2 separate regions of the Macaca mulatta genome follow, and region 1 is linked to region 2. The links are chromatin contacts, called in public Hi-C maps. All regions are on one chromosome and are shown on one strand. The core of a region is the stretch at or near the end of the contact, and the rest is flanking DNA. Distances in the headings are between cores, read along the strand shown.

Region 1 (3,788 bases), core at 948-3,447, 220 kb after region 2:
GAGTCCCCAGTTCCCCAACACTGGAGCGACCGCCCAGCCCCAGGCCTGCTGGAGGGGACCTGGGCCTTTCTCAGGATGGAGATTCTCCAAGCGTGGTAGGATGAAGACGCTGAGGCTTAAAGAAGAGATGCAAGCCCGCATTCCTGGCGGCTGGTCAGTTATCCCTGCTCTCTCCTCTCTGAGCCATCCCAACAAATCACACCACCGCTTGGCAACTGCCTACAAGTTAACAGTTTTTAAGCATTTTCACTCTTTACCTCCTGTGATCCCTTTTGCCCACTTGCCCAGCCATGGGCTCCAGCCAGGGAAAACAAGGAGGAAGCTGCTCCGACAGTGTGCCCCGACATCCTCGACACTCTATGCAATACTGGAGGTGTGCACGGTGGCAGTAATGACCATCCCAAACTCTCAAGCGTTACTCTGTGAGTTTGAAGCCATTTCACATTTGTTAGATTTTCAACCTCCTTCATCTAGCCGCCTCCTCTCATCTTCTCTCCTCTATAGTGGGCTATTTTTCTTTTTTAATTCCCAAATTCTAATAGCACATGTAAAAGTTAGGGCTAACGCATCAGATCACGGACACAAGACTGATGTGTCCAACAGGAGAACAAGCTAGTTCATAAGTTTAAGCACATGGTCCACTTGACTAACCACCCCATGGGACCCTCAGGGCCCCTGGTTCCCAGGCAATGGCAGGGACACCAAGTCCAGGTCTACCCCCAAATCCTTCCCAATGACACGAAAGACCGCTGGGGTACCAAGACCTACAATCTAAGAAAATCAGATTAGAGCTGGCTAGCCTGGTGGAGGGTGGCTAGCCTAAGTCTGCAAAGGGCACAGGAAAGATGGGAAGGAGAAAGAACCCCAAATCCCCCATGTCGACAGCAAAGAAGAGACCCTTACTGGTACCACCGATGGTGTTTCCATGCCAAAGGCCAGGGGTTGGCGGGGTTCTAAATCGAAACTGCTATATGGACTCGAAGGGGCAGTGCAAAGAGGATGGGAAAGCTGACGATCTTCCAGAACAACACTTTGAAAGGCAAGAGGGAAGTAAGGCTTGGGTGATTGGAAAAAAAAAAAAATTCAATCCAACTAACAAGTCTTTATGTAGCATCTCCCAGTTCCTGGCACTAGGATACAACAGACCTAGAGTCTCACCGGGAAAGCGAGTAATGACTGTGTAACAGAGGAGACAAACAAGGGGCTCTTAAAAAGTTACTTGGAAATTTTTTTTTTTTAAGGCAAGGTGTGAGAGCTGTGGCCAGGGAGCTGCTGCACCGAGGGTCATGAGCTGGGAAGGGCCTGGCCTGGGACGGGGAGGGAAAGCAGTCTCTACTATGGAAGGTGTTTCCCGCGGTTGTGCAACTGGGAAGGAGACCCCAATGACCCAGCACTAAGATCGCCGGAGCGAAAGGAAACGGAGGTGAGGAGGACTCAGGCGAGGTGCCTGGGTGGAGGAGAAGGCTTCCATGTTGGCCAAAGTCGTGGAAAGCTTGGACTTGGGGAACTGCAAGGCCCAGCTCCTTCCGAGGGGAACCCAAAGGCGCGCTGGGGAGAACTCCGGGGAGCGCGGGGCCCGGACACCTTAGGACGCTAGGGTCGGGGGCCCCCAGGCGGCCCACAGCAGGGCTTGGCAGAGGCCCGGGGGCGACCGTTAGGAGCGCGGGGGTGGAAGGCGGCGGGCCGGCCCGGGAGGACGGCGTGCCCTTCAGGGAGGGGCGCCAGGTGCGCGGGGGTCGAGCGGTCGCCCCCCAAGCCGGGCGCCGGCCTCCTGGGGCCTCCCCGAGGCTGGCCGGCTCTGGGGGAGGGTCCCGGCGGCGGGGAGGGGCCGGAGCGGGCGGGAGGGCGGGCGGACGCACCGGGCGGCGGCGGCGGCGGCCTCGGGGAGGAGACGGGGGAGGGTCCTCGTCGGCGGCCCGCGCGCTGGCTCCAGCGCTTCGCTAGCTCGCGGGCTCGGCGCGGCCGCCGCGGCGTCGGGGGCGGGCCTGCCCCGGGGCCGGGCTGTGAGCTGGGGGCCGCGGGAACGCCGGGCGCTTACCGCGGGCGGCGCAAGGGTCCGGTCCGGGGCGTGGGCGGCGCGCGGCGGGCTGGGGCCGGGGACGGCGGCGGCGACGGGGGAGGGGACGCTGGCGCTCCCGCGGCGGCCGCTCCTCTGTGTTTGTGTTTGTAGCAAGATGGCTGCCCGCCTCGCACCACGTGACGCGGACGCGGGGCCGCGGGGCCGCCCCCTCCTCCGCCGCCGCCGCCGCCGCCGCCTCCCTCCGCGGCTCCGGCCTGCGCCGCCTCTCCTCGTGCGCTCCTCGCGTGCCCCGCGCGCCGCTGTCCGGACGCCAGTCGCCCCCGACGGCCCCCACCTTCCCGCCCCGGCACGTGACCCGGGCGCCCGGCTGGTCACGTGACGTGGGCCCCTAACTGCGGGCGGGGTCGGCCCCGGAGCGGCCCCTTCTCCCCCACCTCCTCCGACCCTGCGACGCGCGACCCTTGGAACCGAGGCCGCGGCCTCCCTGGCGGTCCAGTTTCCTCCAGGAAGCCCACCTGGATGACAGGAGACAATAAAATCCAGAACCCTTCATCAGGCGTCCTGGGATGTGTGAAATAAGTGGCTCAGGCAGATGAGTTGACTCTCAAGAGCCTCTTTTATTTTTTTTTCTTATTATTTATTTAATTATTGAGACAGCGTGTGGCTCTGTCGCCCAGGTTGGAGTGCAGTGGCGCGATCTCAGCTCACTGCAACCTCCACCTCCCGGGTTCAAGTGATTCTCGTGCCTCGGCCTCCCGAGTAGCTAGGATTACAGGCACACACCACCAAGTTCGGCTAAATTTTTGTATTTTTAGTAGTGAAGGGGTTCGCCATGTTGGCCAGGCTGGTCTAGAACTCCTGACCTCAAGTGATCTGCCTGCCTCGCCCTCCCAAAGTGCTGGGATTACAGGCGTGAGCCACCGCGCCCGGCCTCTGTATATTTATTTTTTTGAAGCAGGGTCTCACTCTGTCACCCAGGCTGCAGTGCACTAACCCGATCTCGGCTTACCGCAACCTCCAACTGCCATGTCTCAAGCGATCCTCACATCTCAGCCCCCGGAATTGATGGGACTATAGGTGTGCATCATTGTGCCCAGATAACTTTTTTATTCTCTGTAAAGATGGGGGCAGGTGGCGTGTCTCACAACATTGCCCAGGCTGGTCTTGAACTCCTGGCCTCAAGGGATCCTCCTGCCACAGGCTCTTGAATAGCTAGGACTACATCCGTGTGCCACCACACCCAACTAATTTTTAAAGTTTCTTGTTTGTGTGTTTTCCAAGACAGAGTCTTGCTGTCACCCAGGCTGGAGTGCAGTGTCGCGATCACAGTTCACTGCATCCTCTTGCCCCCTGGGCTCAAGCAATCCTCATGCCTCAAGTGCCCTGAGTAGCCAGGACTACCAGGGCACACCACCACACCCAGCTAACTTTTTTTTTTTTTTTTTTTTTTTTTTGTAGAGACAGGTTTCCCCCATTTTGCCCAGGCTGGTCTTGAACTCCTGGACCCAAACGATCTTCCTCCCAAAGTCCTGGGATTACAGGCATGAGCCACCATGCCTGGCCTCTCAAAAGTCTCTGTTTCTCTTACAGAAAGATGTTAACACTGCTCTGCGCCCCACCCCCGACCCCCAACTCCACACTCTTCAGTGAGTGCTGTAAGAATTAAAATAAGTGAATGTGAAAGGCTTTGACAAGAGAGAAACTGCTATGCAAATGTGAGGTGACTGAAACCCCCTTTGTTTAAAAAGAGGACTTTTCAAGAACGACT
Region 2 (3,732 bases), core at 1,117-3,616:
GGCTGTCTGATCTGATAGACAAGTAATGGAGGAGGAGGGGGAGGGGGAGGGGAGGGGAAGGGACGGGAAGGAGGAGGGGGAGAAGGAAGGGGAGGAGAAGGGGTGGGAGGAGGGAGTCCCAAGATAGAGGTTAGGCCAGGGCTGATGGGCGAGCCCTAGAACCCAGGTCTTACCTGCCCCATCTCCTCTGGAGCACCCAACTCCATCCGCAGCCGCATGTCTACAGCTTTCCTCCGGGACAGTGGAGGGGTCCTGGTCCCTGAGCCCCCAGCCTCCGCGTCCACCCTCAGAGAGGGCAGGGGCGTGGCAGCCCGGGATGTGCCCGCACTCTCACCGGTCCCAGGCTCTGGGGGGCGCTGCTGGGGTGGGGAGGCCGACAGTGGGGGTGTCTCTGCCTTGGCTTTGCCGGGCACCACCAGCTGGCCCAGTCCCCCAGTGAAGGAGCGGGCCTGAGGTCCGGGAGAGGTGGGGGGTGGACGGAGCCAGGAGGTGGGGCCCTGAGACAGGCCTGACTGTGGGGTGGGGGTGCCCAGGCCGAGGCTGGCCAGCTCCAACCTGGAATCCAAAGATCTGCCCCCGGCGCCCCCTGAGGCCCCTCGAATTCCCTCCAGGAGTCGGCCGAAGCTGTGGGGCTCCAGGTCTCGCTCATAAACATCCACACACGTCCAGCGACCACGGCGATATGGCTCTCCCAGGCCGTGGGGCAGCTTCACCACCCGGAAACGGGAGGAGGGGGCCCCAGGTGGTGGGGAGCCATTCCGGGGGGTGCCCTTGCCCCCCGGATCAGGGCTGGGCTCCCCACTGGGCAGGCGGGGCAGGGGCCCGGTGGGGGGCTGTGGAGTAGGCGGATCTGAAGTCCCTGGGCTCCCCGGGCCCTCATAGTCTGTGGTGACGCTGGTGATTTGGAAACTACTCTTCTTCTTGCCCCCGCTCATGGTCCCTGGGGCTCAGGGCTGGGCCAAGGTTGGGGGTGGGTTGGGACTCCTTGAAGGGGCTCAGGCACCCCTGGAACAAGGGGGCCACATGGTGGGGGCATCCGGGCCCCTGGGGACGTCTGGGTCCGACATGGCAGGAGGGCCTGGTGGGAACCCGGGGTGCCTGCTGGGTGAGGGGAGAAGAGGAGAGGGGAGGTGGCGGGAGGGGGGAGCACGGGCAGGTTTTTCCTGCTGCTGTTGCTGCTGAACTCCAGAGCTGAGTTTGCAAACTGGAAAAAGAGGGAGAGAGAGAGTGTGTGTGTGTGTCTGTGTGTGTGTGTGAAACCAGTGGGCAGGCCACCTCCGGGGCTTCCTCTCCGGGGAGCAGAGTGGGGGAAGGGGAAACCGTCAGAGACCCGGAGACAGGCAAGAGATGACAGAGACCAGGGCAGAGGGGACCAGATCCAAAAAGGCGCTCAGAGTAGGAAGAGGCAGATGAGTTCCAGAGTTGTGCATTTCTCATCTGAGATTCTGACTCAGGGGGCGGGTATTGTCCCAAGAGCTTGGACTCCAGGGCCTGGGAGAACCGGGGTGAAGCAGCTCCCCAGCCTGGCCCGGCCACTCAGAGAGACCTCTCCTGGGCCTCGAGCCCACCCCAGCTCCCACATCCCTGGGGCAGGCCCTGCCCGGCTACCCCCAGCGCCCCACCCAGCCCCGAATCCTACCTCTGGGGCCTCAGCCACTGATCTGAGCCTGAGGGTCCCGGCGCCTAAGAGGTCGGGCTGTGCGTTCCCTGGGGCCTTCTGGCCAGGGGGAGTGGCGGGGCACGCAGGCGGCGATCAGAGGTTGCCCCGTCCTCTCCGGGGGCCTCAGCTCATCCTGGGAGGCATCTCCGAGGAAAGTTTGCTCTCCGGAAAAGAAGGAACCCGCGGCTCCTCCGAGGAGCCCAGGAGCGGCCGCTGAAGCCCCAGGGGTCTGGAGACTGATGTGGGAGAGGGCGGCCGAGCCCCCCGCTGCTCCCGGTGGCAGCCAGCGAGTGGGTGTCTCGAGTCTCCTCCCGCGTGGCCCCGCTGGGTCCGTGTCTCCGCTCCTCCGCTCCCCTGGGTCTCTGCCTCTCCGTCTTTCTCCTTCTGAGCTGTTGACAACCCCCACACCAGGAAGTCCTGCCTCCTCGGGCCTGCTGACTGCTCCTCTCCTCCTCCTCCTCCTCCTCCTTCCCCTCCTCCTCCCCTTCCTCCTCCCTCCCTCCCTCCTGGGGCTTCCCGCCAGCTGGCCCGGGGCCAGGCCTGCCACAGCCGCTGCTGTTGCAGTTGCTGCAGCCACTGCTTAGGCTGCTGCTCCTGGGGGCCCCAAACAGACTCTCTTAACCCCACACCTGCCGGGCCCAGCCCCACTCTTGCAGGCAGGGGCTGCAGAGGGCGGGGCTCGGGGAGAAAGGGGAGGAGCTTGCAGGGAGGCGAGGGATTCCCTTACTTGTAGTCAGTTGCTGCCATTGGCCTAGAGACACACAGAAGAAACGGAAGGCACAGGCCGGGAGGTGTGCTGGATGCCCACCCAGAAGTGCCCAGTCCCTGCTGCGGGGCGGCTGTGGCTGTCATTCTCCTTTGGTTTTCACAGCAACTGCATGAGGAAGGTACTATTATTCCCCCCATTCCTTATTTTTAAAAGTGGATTATTGCCGGACCCCGGTGGTGGCTCATGCCTGTAATCCCCACACTTTGGGAGGTCAAGGAAGGAGGATTGCTTGAGACCAGTTTGGACAATATAATAGCAAGACCTCGTCTCTACAAAACAAACAAAAAAAATTGGCTGGGCATGGTGATGTGCACCTATAATTCCAGCTACTCAAAGGCTGAGGTGGGAGGATCCCTTGAGCCCAGGAGTTTGTGACCAGCCTGGGCAATATAGCGAGATCCCCATCTCTACAAAAAATTAAAAAATAGCACTTTGGGAGGCCGAGGCGGGCGGATCACGAGGTCAAGAGATTGAGACCATCCTGGCCAACATGGTGAAACCCCATCTCTACTAAAAATATAAAAATTAGCCAGGTGTGGTGGCATGCGCCTGTAGTCCCAGCTACTCAGGGGGCAGGAGAATCACTTGAACCCGGGAGGCGGAGGTTGCGGTGAGTAGAGATCGTGCCACTGCACTCCAGCCTGGCGATTAGAGCGAGACCGTCTTAAAAAAAAAAAAAAAAAAAAGCTGAGTGTGGTGATGTAGACCTGTAGTCCCAGCTACTCAGGAGGCTGTGAGGCAGGAGAATCTCTTGAGCCCAGGAGGTTGAGGATGCAGTGAGCCTACATTGTGCCACTGCACTCCAGCCTGGGCAACAGAATGAGACCATGTCTCACCAAAAAAAAAAAAAAAAAAAAAAAAAGTGGATTATTATGAAAATTTTCAAACGTGCCATGCAGACATGGGGAGACCATGCAAACTCCACACGGATGGTGGTCCCAACCCAAAATTAATTTTTAAAAAATCATCAACGTTATAATGAAATGACATTCAATGAAATGACATGTGGGAGCCAGCTGTATTTTGCTGGACTATTTGAAACCAAATCCTGGATGTTATACTATTTCCCTTTGCCCCAACCACTCCCCCACATTTTTTTTAGAGACAGGTGCTCTCTCTCTCTCGCTCTCTCTCTTCTATTGCCCAGGATGGAGTGCAGTGGTGTGATCATAGCTCACCACAGCCTGGAACTCCTAGGCTCAAGCCATGCTCCTGCCTCAGCCTCCCAAGTAGCTAGGACTTTAGATGCACGCCACCACACCCAGCTAATTTTTAAATTTTTGTAGAGATGGGAGCTCTCACC

What was found. A called contact is a pair of places that touch in the nucleus more often than the background predicts.
Region 1: a contact with region 2 is called in a Hi-C map of fetal cortical plate, with 2.0 times the contacts expected there. The contact joins the promoter of GIGYF1 here to the promoter of NYAP1 in region 2. A contact is called at or near these places in 3 of 14 Hi-C or Micro-C datasets (fetal cortex germinal zone, fetal cortical plate and liver).

The regions. Positions count from the first base shown.
Region 1 is chr3:47,900,780-47,904,567 of T2T-MMU8v2.0, forward strand. It overlaps GIGYF1 (GRB10 interacting GYF protein 1), which reads right to left and starts at 2,198. Exons shown (of 26, transcript XM_077996416.1): 1 at 2,039-2,198.
Region 2 is chr3:47,678,177-47,681,908 of T2T-MMU8v2.0, forward strand. It overlaps NYAP1 (neuronal tyrosine phosphorylated phosphoinositide-3-kinase adaptor 1), which reads left to right and starts at 2,367. Exons shown (of 7, transcript XM_077996318.1): 1 at 2,367-2,547. TSC22D4 (TSC22 domain family member 4) reads right to left here and starts at 2,060. Exons shown (of 5, transcript XM_077996365.1): 1 at 1,640-2,060; 2 at 174-1,204. The coding sequence starts at 935.